3 separate regions of the Sus scrofa genome follow, and regions 2 and 3 are each linked to region 1. A link is a contact called in public HiChIP or PLAC-seq data. All regions are on one chromosome and are shown on one strand. Each heading gives the region's core, a stretch centred on a gene start, on an enhancer-like site or on the middle of the called end of the contact. The rest is flanking DNA. Distances are from core to core; before and after follow the strand shown.

Region 1 (3,222 bases), core at 442-2,941:
GCACATGGCCATACTCGCATGTTTGTCTCCGGTCTCTGGCTGCTCTTGTGCTGCCAGGGCAGAGTTGAGTAGTTGCAACAGGGACGGCATGGCCTGCAAAGCCAGAAATATTTACCGTCTGGCCCTTTCCAGAAGAAGCGTGCTGACCCCTGCCCTAGTGCACATTCTTGTCACATCCTGTGCAGTTGCCATGGTAGCCATCCAGCTGGTCCCCTGATCGTTCCCCTCCAGGCTGTCTGCCCTTGGGGTGCTTTTCCTAGGAGACACGGCTGTGGGTTAAACCCCAGTTTAACACGTCGTCCGTTAAAATCCTCTAGCGGCATCTCACAGACTCACGTTGCGTTGCTGGGAACGCCAGTCCCAGAAAAATATGGTATTAAAGGCTCTGGAAAGTCCTGCAGAAAAGAACCCTGCTGGGCATTGATTAATCTAATACCATCCAACATGGACTGACCGCAAAGCTGTTATTTTTTCGAATCCCCTAGGAACATCCTCCGGCAGGGGTCGGCAAAGTTGCATGTAAAGAGCCAGATAGGCAGTTCCCGCTGTGGCGCAGTGGAAATGAATCCAGCTAGTATCTGTGAGGATTCGGGTTTGATCCCCGGCCTCGCTCAGTGGGTCAAGGACCCAGCATTGCCATGAGCTGCCGTGTAGGCTGACAGCTGTAACTCCGATTCGACCTTGTAGCCTGGGAACTTCCAATGTGCCACGGGTGCGGCCCTAAAAAGCAAAAATAAATAAATAAAAATAAGAGCCAGATGGTAAAATACTTTAGGCTTTGTGGTTTCAGCTCTGCTGTAAAGTCACTATAGCTAATACCTCAGTGATGGACACGCTCCAGTAATATTTTATGTAGAAACGTAAAACAGGCCGGATTGGGTGCGCTGAGCCCTGCTCTTAGGACCAGCAACATCACACCACCTGGGCCCACTCCAGACCTGATGGACTGGGAACTCGAGGCAGGGCGAGGGGCTGCAGTCTGCATCCTAACCAGCCCTCCCCACCAGCTAGCATGTGAGAGCCCCCCACCCCCCCGGCCGGCCCTGCTCCAGAAGCACAAACACGGTTCAGGAGCAAAGCCAACATTAGCAGGGATGGAAGGCCCTTCGAGAGCTGGTCTCTGGCCAGGATCTCTCCCTCACTAGCAGTTCTGTGGTCCAGGTGAGCTCCCTGTCGGGCCTGGGCCACAGCACCCTTTCTCCAAGCCCATGCGTTTGCACAGGAATCCTTCCGTCTGGAGCAGGTCCCTTCTCTTGCTGCCTCCCGCCTCTTCCCTAACTTCTGGTCCCTCATGACTCAGCTCGGGTGTCCCCTGTCTTGGAGGCATGTTTGGAGCCTCCCGGCCCCACCCGCAGGGTTTTCCTCCTCTGCGCCTCCGTCCTGTCTGCATCCCTGAGCAGAGCACTTCGTGTGTGGGATACCGCCTGCATGGGGACGCCTCCCTCACCCCTGTATTCCCAGCACGCACGGGGCACCCCAGAATGATATGGAATAGCTCAGTGAATGAGCAAAGAACCCCAGGCTTGGGGCCTGACTCGCGGGTTTCACCCGAGGCGCCTGGTCCCCGCGTGCTGGGACCTGGGGACGTTGAGTCGGCACCTGGGAGTCCCTGGCTGGCTGTGGTTCTGGGGGCGTTCACAGTCGGGGGGCGGGGGTTCCGGTCATTTCCTCTTCTCCCCGCCTCTGACTCACTGATTGATTGATGTTTGGAAATTGTGACTCATCTCGTTAGAGAAGAAAAAGGAAATTTTACTCTGCTCTCCCTCCCTCCCTTTCAAATAAGCAATAAATACAAGCGGCTGACATTCTGCTTGGTGCAGTCAGAAGCATTTAAGTGCATTTCTGGTTTTCGTAATTGGTAGCTTCTTGTGGAAAGGTGCTTATTAGAAGAAGAAAACTTTTCTTGTGTCTCTGTTTTCGGCCTTCTTGTCTATAACATCATAAAGAGAGCGGGTATGGGAACGGCGTAGATACTTGCAGCAGTTCGCGTTTTAGCCGATGAGAGTTAGAAGCTGCTTCTCTTTTAGTAAGAAATGCGAGGGTCCCCTCTCCGCCTTCGGGGTTTCACAATGAACTCACCGAGGTGGTGAGTAACGATGTCTTAAGCTGGTTTATTAAATGTGAAAGAATGAGGTGTCCTAGGCTGACGTCGTGTGCCGAATGTGGACAAGGCCTGGGCCAGCTGGACACGAGGCCTGGGCCCGGGCTGGTGCCAGAACACCGCCCAACTTGACCGTGCCCGTTGTGTCTCACGACACGGACGATTGAAGTGGACACACGGCCTTGAGTTGTAAGAGTCTTCTCCTGGGAAATAAAAAAAAATAAATAAATAAATAAAAAGGCGTTCCTCCCTTCTCTGCGATGTGGGAATGAGAGCTTGACTCCTCGGGGCCTTTCCTCCTCTTCAGGTTCAGCACATCCTTGATGTGTTAGGTTCTCGGTTCTGGAAAACTTAACCAGTGAAGTCAGCATCGTTTCAAAACGTAACTCTAAGTAAGGGCTCAGTAAATGCTAGTTGTAATGTTTTTTTTTTTTGTTTGTTTGTCTTTTTGCTTTTTCTAGGGCCGCTCCCGCGGCATATGGAGGTTCCCAGGCCAGGGGTCCAGTCGGAGCTGCAGCCAACAGCCTACGCCAGAGCCACAGCAACGCGGGATCCGAGCCGCGTCTGTGACCTAAACCACAGCTCACAGCAACGCCGGATCCTTAACCCACTGAGCAAGGCCAGGGATCGAACCCGCAAGCTCATGGTTCCTAGTCGGATTTGTTAACCCCTGTGCCATGACGGGAACTCCTAGTTGTAATTATTTTGTTAGCACCATCCTCGTTACCGGCCAGGCATAATGCCTAGCTTCTAGGGAGGCACTTTGCTGTATTATCTAATTCCTTGTGCAAAAGAGCCTTGCGAGGCAGGTGCCCCCCTTTCCCCACTGTAGCGCAGTAACGCTGCAGCCTAGAGGGACAGTGACTTCCGGAATCGCTTCCTTCCGGCCACACGCTGTCCACAGGTGCGGCCGAGAGGTCTGTATACCCAGTGCGCCACACTCTCTGCTGGGCAGGACCCAGCTCCACGGCGCCCAGTGCCTGGAGTCTCCCCAAGTAAGGAATGGATCACAAAGGAGTATTGTAACTGGGGAGCTGTTTCAGCGCAGGTTCCAGGAACGGAGAAGATGACATGGGATCCACTCGGTCCCTTCTCCCTGGTGGGTCCCCTGCTGCTGCTGT
Region 2 (3,222 bases), core at 378-2,877, 190 kb after region 1:
CGCCAGGAGGCCTCTGCCGAGGGCAGCTCAGCACGGTGGAGCCAGATGGCTGCAGGGAGGTAATTCTAACCCTGGGCTGGTCTGTCGCTGAGCATTGATGGGGAGCCCTCGGCGTTTGAGATTTCAGGCTACCGAACCGACCTGGCCATGGGTTTCGCCTCCCAGGTGGAAGGGCCATGGGAGACCCGCCCTCCGGCCACAGCCCAGGTCTGAGCAGAGATGGCGCGGCTCCCATGCCTGGCTCTGCCCGTAGTTACCATGGCGATGAGGTGCCCTGGGAGTGGAGGGCCTCGCTCATCTAAACAGCAAACTGCTGACACGGGAATGTTTTCCTCACTGAGGATTCCTGTCGGCCTCTCTCTGCCCAGCTCTGCTGCCCTCGCCATCTCCGTTTTCCCTAAGATCGGTATCTCAGACTTGCCCATGGGTTTTACGGTAAAGGAGAGAGAGAGGCTGCAGGGTCTAGTGCGTCTTCGTTTTTTTTCCTCCCGGAGGATGTCACCGTTTCTAAATGCTCCTTTGATGATCCCAGCATTGGGGTGAATGGGCTTGGACATGGGGGGACATCCGTGCTGTTTTCAGCAAGTGACCCATGCTGATTTTGGAAGCTATTGATGCCTCGATGAAGAGTAAGGAGAACAGAGGGGGAGTGATTTTAAAAAAAGAAAGAGAGAGAGAGAGAGAAAGAAAGAGAAAGAAAGAAAGAGAAGAGAGAGAAAAAGAAAAAGCAAAAACGGTTTGCAAAGGACAGGACTTCAGAGCAGTTACCTGCTCCTCTGTTCCCTGTAGTCCGGTTTCCCACCAGCAGTTCTGAGCTGGCGTCTCGGGCTGCCTTTGCCCTAATGCAGCAGGCCTGTCTGAAGGCGGAGGCGCAGGGGTGCTTTGGGCTCGGTTTTCGGGGTCTCCCTTTCGTCTGTCTCCCATCCCAGCTCTTATCCATTAGTGGCCCCACACTGCTGACTGTAGCAACACGCCAGGCGCAGGGGGCGCGCTCTCAGAAGAAGGGAGGGGCCCCATCAGCCTGGTTTTCTTCGAGTGTGGCCCCCAGTGTTTGCTTATCGGTTAGCAGGGCTGTTGTGGGATTTTGTTGTCGTTTGGTTGGTTGGTTGGTTTTTGGTTTTGGTTTTGGTTTTTTGGCCGCACCTGTGGTACGTGGAGTCTTCCAGGGCAGGAATTGAACTCAAGCCATAGCTGGATCCTCTACCCGCAAAGCCACCAGGGAATTCCGACAGGGTTTTTTAAAAGGAAGAAAACCATGAGATGGAATGAAGGGGTGTGTGTCTGTGGGTAGGTAGGTACATAGATATGATCTGAGATTGGATTTTTTTTTTTCCTTTTCATTCCTTAAAGCTCATTTCTTATTCATGGCTCCTTGGTGTGATTAATCTATTTGCCCCAAGGGAAAGGAGACAGGAGACGACTCTCAAAGGGGGAGAAGGAAAGAGGAAGGAACAAATTTTCCTGGATGCGACTTAGTCATTGCATTAGGGAGAACGCAGAGAGGAGTCACCCGCCACCCACACCCACCGACTCAGCCTTGTGACTTTGTGCTGGGGGAGTGTTTCGTTGCAGTAGCTAACAAGCTTCCCTGCCAGCTGTACTAAGGGAGAGGCTGGCCTGGCCTCTTCGGATTAATTATAAAGTACCCAGCTTTTTCCCAGCGTGTCAGGCAGGAACTGTGGCTTCCAAGTCTCCGCCCATGGAGAATTCCATGGCTCCACGTCGCTGTTCTCACACAGCAGAGCACCAGTTGCCTCTCGAGAAGGCGGCAGCTGTTAGTCCATCTCTAACGTGGGTGGTCCCGTGTGACCCTCCCTGACACGGGGACCACAGGGTAACAGGCTGTATGTGGCCGTACGCAGCCCCCTCCCCGCCCCCAGTAGGGACAGGCCAGCTTTCCTTCTTGACCTGCGTAATGGCTCCGCTTGGTACCCACGGACCGACCCGGAGGACGTGTTTACCGTTTCAGCGCTTTGAACTCAGCAATAGGACCCTGATGCAGCTTCCTTGAATAAGCAGTCAGTTCCTCAATTCTAATGACTAAGTCAGGGAGGGGCAGTGGGATAACACATTAAGAGGAAAAGGAAAGGGCTTAGCTGTACCCCCAGAAGATTCCATGGCGCCGTCTCAAGCAGGCAAGACGCTTCATTCATTGCCCTAGACTCGGTCTGATCTGCTTTGTTTTGTTTTTCTTTCTTTCTTCTTTTTTCTTTTTCCCCCGCTTCTCTTTCATGGAAATAAATCAGGAAAGTAACTGTTGATGCTCTCTAAAAAGAATTATCCTTGGGAGTACCCTGGTGGCCTAGCAGGTTGAAGATCCGACCTTGTCACTGCTGTGTCTTGGGCTGCTGCTGTGGCACAGGTTTGATCCCCCCTGGTGGAGCCATAAAAAAATATATATATATATTCTTACCCTCATTTATTTTGAATAGCTGAAAAGATTCATATATACATAACTGATTTATACATGGCCATAGACAACAGCAGAAACAAAAGAGAATTCTGGATGTGTCCTCCCTAAGCAGGGGCCACTGCTCTTTTTTCCTGGGGCTGAGCTTCCTGCACCCACTCACTGACTATGAAGTTGGCCGCAAGAGGAACCAAGTGCCCATTCATTTCTCTTTCTTGAGTGGACCCTGCATGAGGGCATTTTACTTTCATCCAGATAAAGGAATCCTCTGTTCTAAGATCAGAAAAGACAGGTTTCTGGGATCAGGCACAACCCACCTTACTGTCGTCTGTCACGTGGTACGTATGTGCTCAGGCCCATGGCGGGGGGTGGGGTGGGGCGTAGTGCTGAGGGCGCCCCAAGGGGGAAGCTGGGCCTTGAAGGGCAAAGGGGTCGGGGAGAAGGACATTCCCGGGGGAAAGCTCTGTGTGGGCAGAGGTTCATTGATGGGTGAGGACATGGTATGTGTGTGGAAGCTTTGGGAAATAGTGAAAATATTAGAAGCCCCTAGTTCAGAGGTCTTTTTTTTTTTATTACTACTATTTTTTATTTGATAGGCCGCACCCGCGGCATATGGAGGTTCCCAGGCAAGGGGTCCAATCAGAGATGTAGCTGCCAACCTGTGCCGCAGCCACAGCAACACCAGGTCTGAGCCACATCTGGGACCTACACCATAGCTCATGACAGTGCCGGATCCTTAACTCACTGAGCGAGGCCAGGGACCGAACCCTCCTCTTCATGGATACGCATTGGGTTCTTAACTTGCTGAGCCA
Region 3 (3,222 bases), core at 247-2,746, 140 kb after region 1:
TTTTCTTTACGGTTGATACTCTTTTTTTTTTTTTTTTTATAATTTAGAATATCCCTGTCATAAGCTTTCTAATCTATTTAAGGAAGATGAACCACAAAGCTTAACTGACTCTCTGAATGTCCTTAGCCTTCCAGGCCAGCCCTGCTCCAGGTCCCGTCTTACTTCTGAAATTCAGTGTCAGGTGCAAAACCATGGAGCCCTCCTGAAACTTTGAAGAGCCATGTGCTTATTTTCGATTCTCTCACCCTGCTCTGCCGCTGTTCTGTTGCATGTCAAGCACAGCAGCGACATGTGACACAGTTATGCCTCCCGACATCCACCTCTGCCGCGAAACCCATCCTTTCTGAAATACGCTAACCTGTACGTTCCTCCTGGTGAACCCCTTAACGTTATTTGGGTTTTCCAAGGACCACCTCTGCCTTCCTTCACAAAGCAGCTGCCATTTAGCAAGATTATCAGTGAGTGAGAAGAAACCTTTATTCCCTGGCATACATACGGTAAATATTTTTCACACACTCGAGGCTTACTGGATAGATCCCAAGGTACAAACAAAGACAAATCTGTCCTTATCGTCAAATTGTTTAATTTTTCCTAAACTCAGAAATTTACTGCCTGCATCTCCCGGGCCCTCCCGTAAGGGTTAAACCCCTTACCCCGTCATTAGGAAAGTGACTGGATCCAATTTCCCGTCCAGAATCACAGCCACGCTGTCCATCAGGGGTCACAAGCGTAGCCGAGCTGTAAGGCAGTTATTTGCCGAATGTGTCTTCCTGACAGAGGGCCCCCGGGGTTCCATCAGCTGAAGTTTCCCAACCAACCATGAACGTATGAAGAAGGTTTGGCTGGTCCACTAAGAATCCCTTCCAAAATGAAGTCTCTAATGAAACCAGGAAGGCGGTTTGTTTAACTTCAAATTTGCATCACACCTCCCTCCCCAAAGTATTCCAGGCGGTTTTACTACAAGACACAGAATCAATGAGCCTCTTAGAGTGAAACCTGGGAGTTCGAGCAGAGCCTCGTGGGGAAGGTACTTTCGTAAGGCTTGGATTGGGATTTAAAAGCTCAGTGAGCGGCTCAGTAACCTGATGTGACGGCGGCATTCCCTGCCTAGGATTTTCAGAGTTCCTTATTAACGGTGACGCCCCGATGGACTGTTTGCTTGGCAACGAGGGAAAACTTTCTGTGGCAATTAACCTTTCTATTTTTTCCCTACCTCTAAGTATTGTGAACTTCCTTTGTGGTATTTTAGTGATCAGACAGGATGGAGGGTGTTCTTAAAGATTCATGGCCAAATCCGATGATGTCAGGACGAAGGGAAGGGACCGTCTTCGTGGGGCCAGCAAGTCTGGCCCCGTCTGAATTGTTTGTCTAACACTTCACCAGTAGAGGAGGAACCACTGAATTATTCATTTGCACGTTGCCCTAAAAAAGGCACTTAGGCTGCCGAAATGCAGACTCTCGGTGCCAGTGAGAGGAAGAGGAAGGATGCTGGCTTTCCTCGGAATGCGCTGCCGCCTTTGGCAGCCTGGGTCTCTAGTTTCACTTCCCAGCCCTGCGGGTAAAGGAAACAAGCCCCAGCTGCCTGAAGTGCAGGGCAGTTGCAAGGTGGGGGCTGTGGACAGATGCTGGGAGGGCCCCTGAAGCCACAGGTGAGCCAAGCATTGCAGTGACTGCGGAAGGACCAGGTGCAGGGGCGGTGGGGGGGAGTTCTGGCAGCAGCTTGTAGGACCAGCAGGAGCTGTGTAGCCAGGGAGGCCCCAGGGTGTGGGTGTGATCAGAGGAGAACAGCCCCGAGCCTCTTCTTGGGCCCAGGAAGTTGTCTGGGCCTTGGGCCTGGCGGAGGGAGGGGAAGGGAGCTGCGAGTAATAACTGGAACGCAACTGGAGGGCTTTTTTTATCCTTCGTTTCTAGCTTCTCTGCCACCAAACCTTTTCTAAACAGTTCCTACCAAGTAGTACTCAGGGCAGGAAGCGGGTAATTAGAATTCCTCACGTTCGGGAATCAGAGCAGGATTCTTACTTACCCTAGTCGGATGCTCCCTGTGGCCCCGACTCCCCCTGGCCTCAGGGCCCCCCTCCTCGCCCGCCCGGGAATCCGAGCAGGGCGGCCTTCTCCCGCCGCCTGCGGTTCCCGCTGGTGCCTGCGGGAGCGGTGAGGACAGCAGGTGCAGGCCCGGAAGCGGACGCACCTGCCGGCTGTAGGCAGGGCGTTTCCAGGTTAAGTCAACAGGGAGAAGGAACCATCTGAGAGGCGGTTCTGAAAGAGTGAAAGCTGTACGTGGACAAGCAGCGCTCCAGCCGCCGGAAAGGCCTCCTGACACGTTTCACCCTAAGGACGTGAAGGGGAGCCTGACAAATGTTTATACACGGCAGCCCTCCCAAGACGTTTCTCAGCGATCGGAAAGTACGGATGCAGCAGCCTGGGTCCACAGCCCTGCTGGCCGTGTGTGTCCTCTGCCCAAGATCCCGAAACCTCCGCCAGTTCCCGGGGGACAGGCACCCAGTGAACAGAGGGAGGCGGCCTCTGTTCCCTCCAGGGCCCATGCAGAGACACTCCCGAGAGCCGCTTTGGTGGTGGGATGAAGGGTGGGGCTCAGGTGTCCTCTCCAGAAGCCACTTCTTCTGTATCTAAGAATATTTATGTATGATTTTTCAATCACGTTCTTTCCGGGCGCTTTTTTTCCCTCCTCTTTGCTGAGTGAGTAAACAGATTCTGAGAGGTTAACTGACATGACAAAAATTAGCAGAGAACTGAGTCTCCGACGGACAGAGCTAGACTGCCCGCTCCTAATCTGTGTTCTTGCCCAGGGGCCCCCTGCAGCCTCCTCCCATGCATGGGCCTCCTTGTCACCGCTTTTCTGTGCGAGCCGTGGCGTGGCGGTTGTCATGCGTGCTGCCTTGAGGGTTGACAAGCGGTGACGGAGGGTCACAAAACGATTGAGGTGGTCTGTGCTTTTTATCACCCTATACTTCTTAAAAATTTTTTAGCCCAGCCAGGCCGTGCCTGGCCCGCCTGGCCCGCCTGGCCCCGTCCCCAGCCCCATTTTATTCTGAGGCATCTAGAACCCTTTCTTTTCATCTCTAAATGGTTTAGCATGTAAAGCCTCACATTAAGGACTCTCTTTTTTTTTTTGCTTTGCTTTTCAGGGCTGCACCCATGGCAGTGGAGGTTCCCAGGCTAGGGGTCCAGTTGGAGCTACGGCCGCCGGCCTACACCACAGCC

What was found. HiChIP or PLAC-seq counts read pairs in DNA pulled down with a chosen protein or histone mark.
Region 2: a contact with region 1 is called in an H3K27ac HiChIP or PLAC-seq map of alveolar macrophages, with 2.1 times the contacts expected there. The contact joins two enhancer-like sites. A contact is called at or near these places in 1 of 47 Hi-C or Micro-C datasets (fetal heart ventricle) and 2 of 2 datasets of contacts at active chromatin or transcription factors (alveolar macrophages and skeletal muscle).
Region 3: a contact with region 1 is called in an H3K27ac HiChIP or PLAC-seq map of alveolar macrophages. The contact joins two enhancer-like sites. A contact is called at or near these places in 3 of 47 Hi-C or Micro-C datasets (liver and skeletal muscle) and 2 of 2 datasets of contacts at active chromatin or transcription factors (alveolar macrophages and skeletal muscle).

What each region holds. Positions count from the first base shown.
Region 1 is chr3:9,422,295-9,425,516 of Sscrofa11.1, forward strand. The region is part of intron 2 of CUX1 (protein CASP); the gene reads left to right. Among named protein-coding and RNA genes, the nearest start is that of CUX1, 110 kb to the left of the region's middle. Within about 2 kb of position 1,692, at least 16 of the 83 cell types and tissues checked have an H3K27ac peak or open chromatin away from gene starts, as enhancers often do. A contact at or near this core is called in alveolar macrophages and liver, where this site is marked.
Region 2 is chr3:9,610,559-9,613,780 of Sscrofa11.1, forward strand. All of the region lies in intron 14 of CUX1 (protein CASP), which reads left to right. Among named protein-coding and RNA genes, the nearest start is that of SH2B2, 59 kb to the right of the region's middle. Within about 2 kb of position 1,628, at least 10 of the 83 cell types and tissues checked have an H3K27ac peak or open chromatin away from gene starts, as enhancers often do. A contact at or near this core is called in alveolar macrophages, where this site is marked.
Region 3 is chr3:9,558,220-9,561,441 of Sscrofa11.1, forward strand. All of the region lies in intron 8 of CUX1 (protein CASP), which reads left to right. It overlaps LOC110259890 (a long non-coding RNA gene), which reads right to left. Exons shown (of 2, transcript XR_002342308.1): 2 at 1-3,222. Among named protein-coding and RNA genes, the nearest start is that of SH2B2, 110 kb to the right of the region's middle. Within about 2 kb of position 1,497, at least 16 of the 83 cell types and tissues checked have an H3K27ac peak or open chromatin away from gene starts, as enhancers often do. A contact at or near this core is called in alveolar macrophages and liver, where this site is marked.